2 separate regions of the Mus musculus genome follow, and region 2 is linked to region 1. The links are chromatin contacts, called in public promoter capture Hi-C maps. All regions are on one chromosome and are shown on one strand. Each heading gives the region's core, a stretch centred on a gene start, on an enhancer-like site or on the middle of the called end of the contact. The rest is flanking DNA. Distances are from core to core; before and after follow the strand shown. Region 1 holds the start of Fkbp6 (FK506 binding protein 6). Region 2 overlaps Hip1 (huntingtin interacting protein 1).

The links. Promoter capture Hi-C pulls out the DNA fragments that hold promoters and counts their contacts.
Region 2: a promoter capture Hi-C map of embryonic stem cells shows a contact between it and region 1, with 2.6 times the contacts expected there. The contact joins the enhancer-like site here to the promoter of Fkbp6 in region 1. A contact is called at or near these places in 3 of 39 promoter capture datasets (the C10 cell line, the HPC-7 cell line and embryonic stem cells), 5 of 484 Hi-C or Micro-C datasets (the Ba/F3 cell line, Sertoli cells, bone marrow-derived macrophages and 2 more), 4 of 115 datasets of contacts at active chromatin or transcription factors (the 230-238 cell line, embryonic stem cells, extraembryonic endoderm stem cells and 1 more) and 3 of 9 other capture datasets (adipose tissue, liver and pancreatic islet).

The regions. Positions count from the first base shown.
Region 1 is chr5:135,348,415-135,351,977 of GRCm38.p6, forward strand. It overlaps Fkbp6 (FK506 binding protein 6), which reads right to left and starts at 1,630. Exons shown (of 8, transcript NM_001277891.1): 1 at 1,521-1,630; 2 at 1,204-1,321. The coding sequence starts at 1,577. It also overlaps a transcript of Trim50 not described here.
Region 2 is chr5:135,492,765-135,496,327 of GRCm38.p6, forward strand. The region is part of intron 1 of Hip1 (huntingtin interacting protein 1); the gene reads right to left. Among named protein-coding and RNA genes, the nearest start is that of Gm52790, 41 kb to the right of the region's middle. Within about 2 kb of position 1,712, at least 28 of the 459 cell types and tissues checked have an H3K27ac peak or open chromatin away from gene starts, as enhancers often do. A contact at or near this core is called in bone marrow-derived macrophages, cardiomyocytes, embryonic stem cells and 2 more, where this site is marked.

The sequences.
Region 1 (3,563 bases), core at 380-2,879:
GACCCTGTCTTAAAAAAAAAAAAAAAAAAAAGGCTAGACTTGGTGATGCACAGCACTACGGAGGCAGAGGCAGGTGGATCTCTGAGGTTTGAGGAGAGCCTGACCTGGTCTACTACATACAGAGTTGCAGGCTACCTAGGGCTACACAGTGAACCGTATCTCAAAAACAAACAAAAAATTAAAACAGGACTGGAGAGATGGCTCAGCAGTTAAAGAGCACTGACTGCTCTTCCAGAGGTCCTGAGCTCAATTCCCAGCAACCACATGGTGGCTCACAACCATCTGTAATGAGATCTGATGCCCTCTTCTGGTGTGCCTGAAGACAGCTACAGTGTACTTAGATGTAATAAACAAACAAACAAACAAACAAACAAATCTTTAAAGAAAAAATTAAAACAAAGGCATATGCCAGCAATTTGGGAGGTAAAGCAGGCAGCTCTCTGTGAATTCGAGGCCAGCCTGGTCTTCAAAGGGAGTTTCACAGAGAAACCAGTCTTGAAAAACAAACAACAACAACAAAACAACAACAACCCCACCACTCCACCCCCAAAACAAAACAAACAAGAAAATCAAAACCACAAACAAAACCAGATAAACAACAACAAAACAGGCAGAGGATGTGGCCCAGTTGGTAGAATGTCTGAGTAGCATGTAGAAGGCCCAGGGTTCCATCCCCAGCACCTCAGAACCAGGCATGTTAGCAGACACGAGTAGTCTAAGCATTTGGGAGGTGACACAAAAGTTCTAAGTCATCTTTGGTTACATACGGTCTGAGGCCTGCAGACATGAGATTGCTTCTCAAAACCAAACCCTCTTTGTTCAGGGGAAACACAGCCAGTCCCATAAAACGCCGTATTTTGTAAATATGCAATCACTCACTGAAGGTACTCAGGTTCCAGGTTCAATCCCTGGTACCTGGAAACAACACCTTGACCCTGCCAAGAGGGTTGGTGTACATTCCCAGGGCTCTGTCCCTAGCACACTATAAAACGTAGTGGTGGCCAACCATTAGCCCAGGACTTGAAAGGCAGAAACAGGAAGATCAGAAGTTCAGGGTCAACCTCAGCTAGAGCGGCAGTTAAGAGGCCAGTCTGGGTTGCATGAGACCCTGTCTTAAAAAACAAAACAAAACAAAACAAAACAAAAAAAACAAAAACAAACTTAACCCAAGGACAAAAGAGCAGCCAGCAGCGGCCTCCATACCCAGCACAGAAGCGTCAGGTGTCACGGTATCGCCAGTGCCCTCTCGGATGATGTCCTTCAGCACACCTCGGTCCCCGGAGATGTCCAACATGCGTTGACTTAGTCGCTCATAGGGAGACTGGTGGAGAGAAAGCCACAGGCCTCAGAGGTGGAAGCCGCTTGCCTCATCGCCTCAGGCCAGCGCCATGGTCCCGCCCTCACCTGGCCTAGGATGCCAGCCCCTTCCAGGGCTCCCGGGTCTCGGGTGCTGCCACCCATGGCCGCGCTCCAGGTGCTCCCCAGCTCGTGCTCCCAGGCTCCCGAACCCCGCTCCGTACCTGGCAGTCGTCTCGCGACGGTGGGATTCCGTTCCTGAGGCGCGAGAAGACGCTCATCTTGCCGCACAACTGTCTCCAAAGGCCTTGCCGGAAACGACCCCGGAAGTCAGGCACCACGCGGGCTGTGCACGAGAGAAACGGCACGTGATCGATAGACGCAGCGAGCATGCGAGCATGCGCTGAGGGTCTCCCAGCACGCGCTGCACACGTGATGGCAGGCGCAAAGCAGGATGGAGCCCTGGGAGGGCTTCGGACAAAGCATTTTATGCGGCACAAAAAAAGCCTTTCCTTTGGTCTCAATGTTATGCTTGGCGTTCTGTCACAAAAGCAAAACACATTGCTACAAAATTAGTGACTGAAACCAACGCATGCTTTTTGCCTCGCGGTTGTCTTAGATGCTCAATAGCTTATTTGTATGTGGCCTGGCGATAAAAGTGGTCATTATTAGGCAAGCGATCTACGACTGAGTCACAGCCCCAGGAGGATACAAGTACGTGGCCCTCCTCCGAACTAGGCATCCAGTTGCTTTACCGAGGAGTCCAGGCAAGCTTTCTGCTGATGAGCTATGTCTCCAACCCGAGAGTTCACCTTTCCTTCCTTCCTTCCTTTTTCTTTTCTTTCTTTCTCTTTCTTTCTTCCTTCCTCCCTCCTTCCCTCCCTCCTTACTTTACTTCTTTCTTTCTTTCTTTCTTTCTTTCTTTCTTTCTTTCTTTCTTTCTTCTTTCTCTCTCTCTCTCTCTCTCTCTCTCTCTCTCTCTCTCTCTCACAAAGAGGATCTCACTATGTAGTCTTGTGGGCCAGGAACTAGCTAGGCAGAATACGCTGGCCTGGAGAAGTCACAGAGATCCACCTGCCTCTGTCTCCCAAGTGCTGGGAATCAAGATGTTTGCTACCACAGCTGGCTCCAAGATTTCACATGTTAAAAGTTCATATTTTAGTAACATTGACAGAAAGAGTCAAAGAGTACTGTTCACATCAAATTCACAAACAGACCCCATAAGATAGGGAGATAATTCAGGAGTAGAGCGCTTTTGTAGCATGCTCAAGACCCTGGTTCTATCTCCCAGCAAGGCAAGAAACAAACAATGGCAATCAAGATAGCCAAGTGGGTAAGGTGTCTGCCACCAACCTTGACAGCCAAGACCTACAGGTGGAAGGGGAGAACTGACTATTGCAAGTTTTATCCCCTGGTTTCTCATGCATAAGGTGGCCTGCACCTGCAAGCACACACAATAAATGTTAAAATACATACATACATACATACATACATACATACATACGGGCAGCTGGTAGGAGGATACGAACCAGAACGGTAACTGTGTTGATTGCAGAGCCTGTTCTGGCAGGAGGCAAAGGACTGACTCTGCAAATTCTCTACAACTAGATTTTTTTGTTTTGTTTTGCTTTTGAGATAGTCTCATGAGGTCCAGGATGGCCTTGGGTGTGCTACATAGCCTGAGAATGAACTTGACTTCTGGCCTCCGGTCAGCATTTCCCAAGTTCTGGGATTATAGGTGTTCAACACTCTGTCCAGTTTACAACTTGACCTTGAGCATGAGTGTACACAAATAAGATAAAAGTTACACTGCGTGGTTAAGATCTGTTCACATGTTACACCTCGAATGAGAAAAATCAGAGTAAGCAGCGTATTTTATCATTGCTGTGTGTGTGACCCAAACTTAGAAAACGAGAAAAATCTAAATAAATAAAATACCTTTAAACTTCCGGGTTGAGGTATTCAGAAAGCTGCTCGTCATACAAAGCTTATACCTGCTTGTGCTCCGAGCTGGCGCACGGTCTCAGCCCTTCCCCCATCCTGGGCAAGGCCACACAATCTGCCTGTGTAGGTTATCGTAAGGGAACCCAACAGAGGCCGCCGCCTCAGTCTCGTGGTGTGTGACCCACTTCCCACCTGATTCTGGATGACCTTGGGACACAGGTGTTGCCGGGAAAGGGGAGGGGATGGGAGAAGGGGCAGACACCAGGCAGTGGCATCTATGTCCAGCTGGCTGCCCCGGGTCTCCGTGTCAGCTTCCCCATTCT
Region 2 (3,563 bases), core at 462-2,961, 140 kb after region 1:
TGGACTCTCCCAACTGATTTCTGTAAGGTGTCCCTGCCTCTGGCTATGCTCTCCCTTGTATCTACAATAAACTTTCTCCGCCACCACACCCAGAAGTCATGTCCTTTCCTTTCTATTTTTTTCCATTCAAAACTTTTGATTGTGACCTAGTAACATAAATTTCCAGGTTCTGGGCTCCAGAGCCATAAGAAGATGAGGGGGCAAGGTACTGCTTCTATTTTTATTACATTTACGAAAGAGAGAGGCTGTGCGTGTGTGCGTGTGTGTGTGTGTGTGTGTGTGTGTGTGTGTGTGTGTGTGTGTGTGTTTGCAAAAATCCATTCTTTCCACCATGTGGGATCCAGGAGATCTGAACTTAGGTCACTGGGTTTGGTGGCAAGCACCCTTACCCATTGAGCCCTGTCATTGGCCCCAGAATTCTGATGTTTTAACTACTGAGCCTGTGGTCAGCTTTGTTGTAGCGATTACTGGAAATGCACATGCTCAAAGGCCAGCAAGCACTGAAGCTTGCCTAAACTGCCCTTGGGCTGGGCTGCTTTCCAGTTACCTCACCCTGAAGCTGTGACAAAAGAGGACCAGCTAGCCAGGGGCAAGAATGTACCTTGCTCCATTTACAGGGGCGAGGCCTGTGCAGAAGTGTCTCAGAAAACAGCCTCTGGGGGCTGCTGAGCACCTAAAGGCACTTACCTAAAGAACTAAGTTCGATCCCTGGGACCCACATGATAAAAGGAGTCAACTGATTACTGGAAGCTGCCCTCTGACCTCCACACAAGGACAGTGGCATATGTGGGACATGTGTGGGCCCCACCAATAAATGAATAAGCACATAAATAAGTAAATAAATAAATGGAGTAAAAATTGTAAAACAAACACACCCTCTCAACTGATCTACATATTTGCCTGTAGTCTCTTCCTCTCTCATCATTCTTTTTTTTTTTTTTTTAAAGATTTATTTATTATTATAATTAAGTACACTGTAGCTGTCTTCAGGCACACCAGAAGAGAGTGTCAGATCTCATTACGGATGGTTGTGAGCCACCATGTGGTTGCTGGGATTTGAACTCAGGACCTTCGGAAGAGCAGTCAGTGCTCTTAACCGCTGAGCCATCTCTCCAGCCCCCTCTCTCTCATCATTCTTACAGTAATTTAATTATAATTTCTCATCGGCCAACCTCAAATAAAAAACAGATCCCCTTTTTTTTTTTTTAATCAAGACCTTTAATGCTTTGGCCTCCCCTCCCACCTTTGTAGTCTACCTTCTCCCAGTCTCTCACCCCTCCCACTTTACCATACTTCTCATCTTTGGCAATTTAAGTGAGACCCTTACCTCAAAGTAAAAACCAAAAAAACCTAAACAAACAAACAAAATATAAAGAGGGCTGGGGGCATGACTCAGCAGTAGAGCCCTGCCTAGAATCCTCCAGTAAGGGGCTGGGGGCGTGGCTCAGCGGTAGAGCCCCTGCCTAGAATCCCCCAGGGAGGGCCTGGGGGCGTGGCTCAGTGGTGGAGCACCTGCCTAGAATCCTCCAGTGAGGGGCTGGGGGCGTGGCTCAGTGACAGTGCTTTCCTAGCAGGTGTGAAAGCCTCAGTACCACACATAAAAGAAAGTTTTATGGAAAAGGGAGAAAGCTGCCATTCTTTGACAAGTATATAGACCAGTGGATGTGTCCTGGTGGAGGCTGACACCTACTGGTGACCAGATTTGTGCAGCCTGGCCCTACACATTCCACACCACAGGCCTTGGGGGCCAGGCCAGGGTAGGGCGTTGATACAGAGCATTGCGTTGTAAAGGTGATCAATTTCAGTAATTCCCAGTGATAAGCTTAGTAATCAAACAATGCTTGTCAAAGGGCTTGTAGCCTTAGTTGTTACGCTATTGTTTTTAAAAATAAAGTCTCTCTCTACAGGGCTGCAGTGTTTACAAAATACCTTTTGGTCTATTGTCTCGTTCAATCCTACGCGCATCCGGGAGGCTGGGGCAGAAGGCATTGTTATGACTACGGAGATACATGCTGATATAAGGAGCAGTGACCATGGAACCTGGGGATAAGCAGGGATAGGCCAGAGGTCCCTGGATTTGTTTTGTTTTGTTTTTTGTATTTTTTTCAACTGTTTATTTGTGGTTGTGAGCCTCCTCCGTGTGGGTGTTGAGAATCAAACCCAGGTCCTCTGGAAGAGCAGGCAGTACTCTTAACCACAGAGCCACCATCTCTCTAGCTCCTGACCTGCCTCAAGGGTGCTGGGGACCCAGGTGTGCACTGCCACACCCACCTTAAGTTTCTTCAACTTTGTATACTATGCTTTAATATCTGCAGTGAAGAGATGGGACTAGGTTGTGGCTCAGTGGGTAGCATCCTTACCTAGCACGCATGAAGCTCTGAGCTCCATTCCAGTGTCACATCAACCCACCATGGCAGAACACAGCCCTCAGGAGGCAGAGGCAGGGGGATTAGACATTCAAGCTCATCTTTGGCTACCTTAGCGAGTTGAAGTCTAGCCTGGACTACAGGAGACACATTTCAAAACATCCAACGTGGGTTGGAGAGATGGCCCATCAGATAAAGGCTCGTGCCTGGAGAGGCTTTGGCAAGCTGAGTTCGAACCCTGGAGCCCATGTGAAGGCAAAATGGAGAGAACAGACTCCACATCGTTGTCCTCTGACCTTCATGTGTGTGCCACGGCAGATATGTGCACACACAAGAATAATTAAATAAATAGAAACATTAGGAAAGATGGAAGAGAAGGTGATATGAAGGAAGGGGTAACAGAAGAGCAGAGAGACAGCTCAGCGGTTAAGGGCATTCACCGCTGCTGTGTCAGAGGGCCAGGGTTTGGAGTGTGTAGCATCTACAACAGATGGCTCACAAATACCACTAACTCCAGCTCCGGGGAATTTGCGCCTCCTTCTGGCCTCTGTGAACACCTGCGCACTCTGCACACACATGCACAGCACAGACACACACAAATAAAATCATACAATAAGTCTTTGTTGTTTGTTGAAACAAGATTTCTCTGTGTCGCCCTGGGCTGTCCCCCTTCAAACTCAGAGATAAGCCCGTCTCTCCTTCCTGGGTGCTGGAACTACAGGTGCCTGCCACCACACCCGGCTATAACATGTCTTTTTTTTTTTTCTTCCGAGACGGAGTTTCTCTGTGTAGCCCTGGCTGTCCTAGCTGTAGACCGGGCTAGTCTGGAACTCAGAAATCCACCTGCCTCTGCCTCCCAAGTGCTGGGATTAAAGGCGTGCACCACCACTGCTCAGCAACATAAAAGAGCTGAACCTGATGGCATACAGATCTCTGTAAGTTTGAGGCCAGCCTAGTCTACAAAGTGGGTTCTAAGACAGCCAGAGCTACACAGAGAAACCCTGTCTAAAAAAAATAGAAAGAAAAGCAAAAAAGAAGAAAAAGGAAAAGGAAAGGAAAGGAAAGAGGGGCTGGTGAGATGGCTCAGTGGGTAAGAGCACCCGACTGCTCTTCCAAAGGTCCAGAGTTCAAATCCCAGCAACCACATGGTGGCTCACAACCATCCGTAACGAGATCTGACTCCCTGGTGTGTCTGAA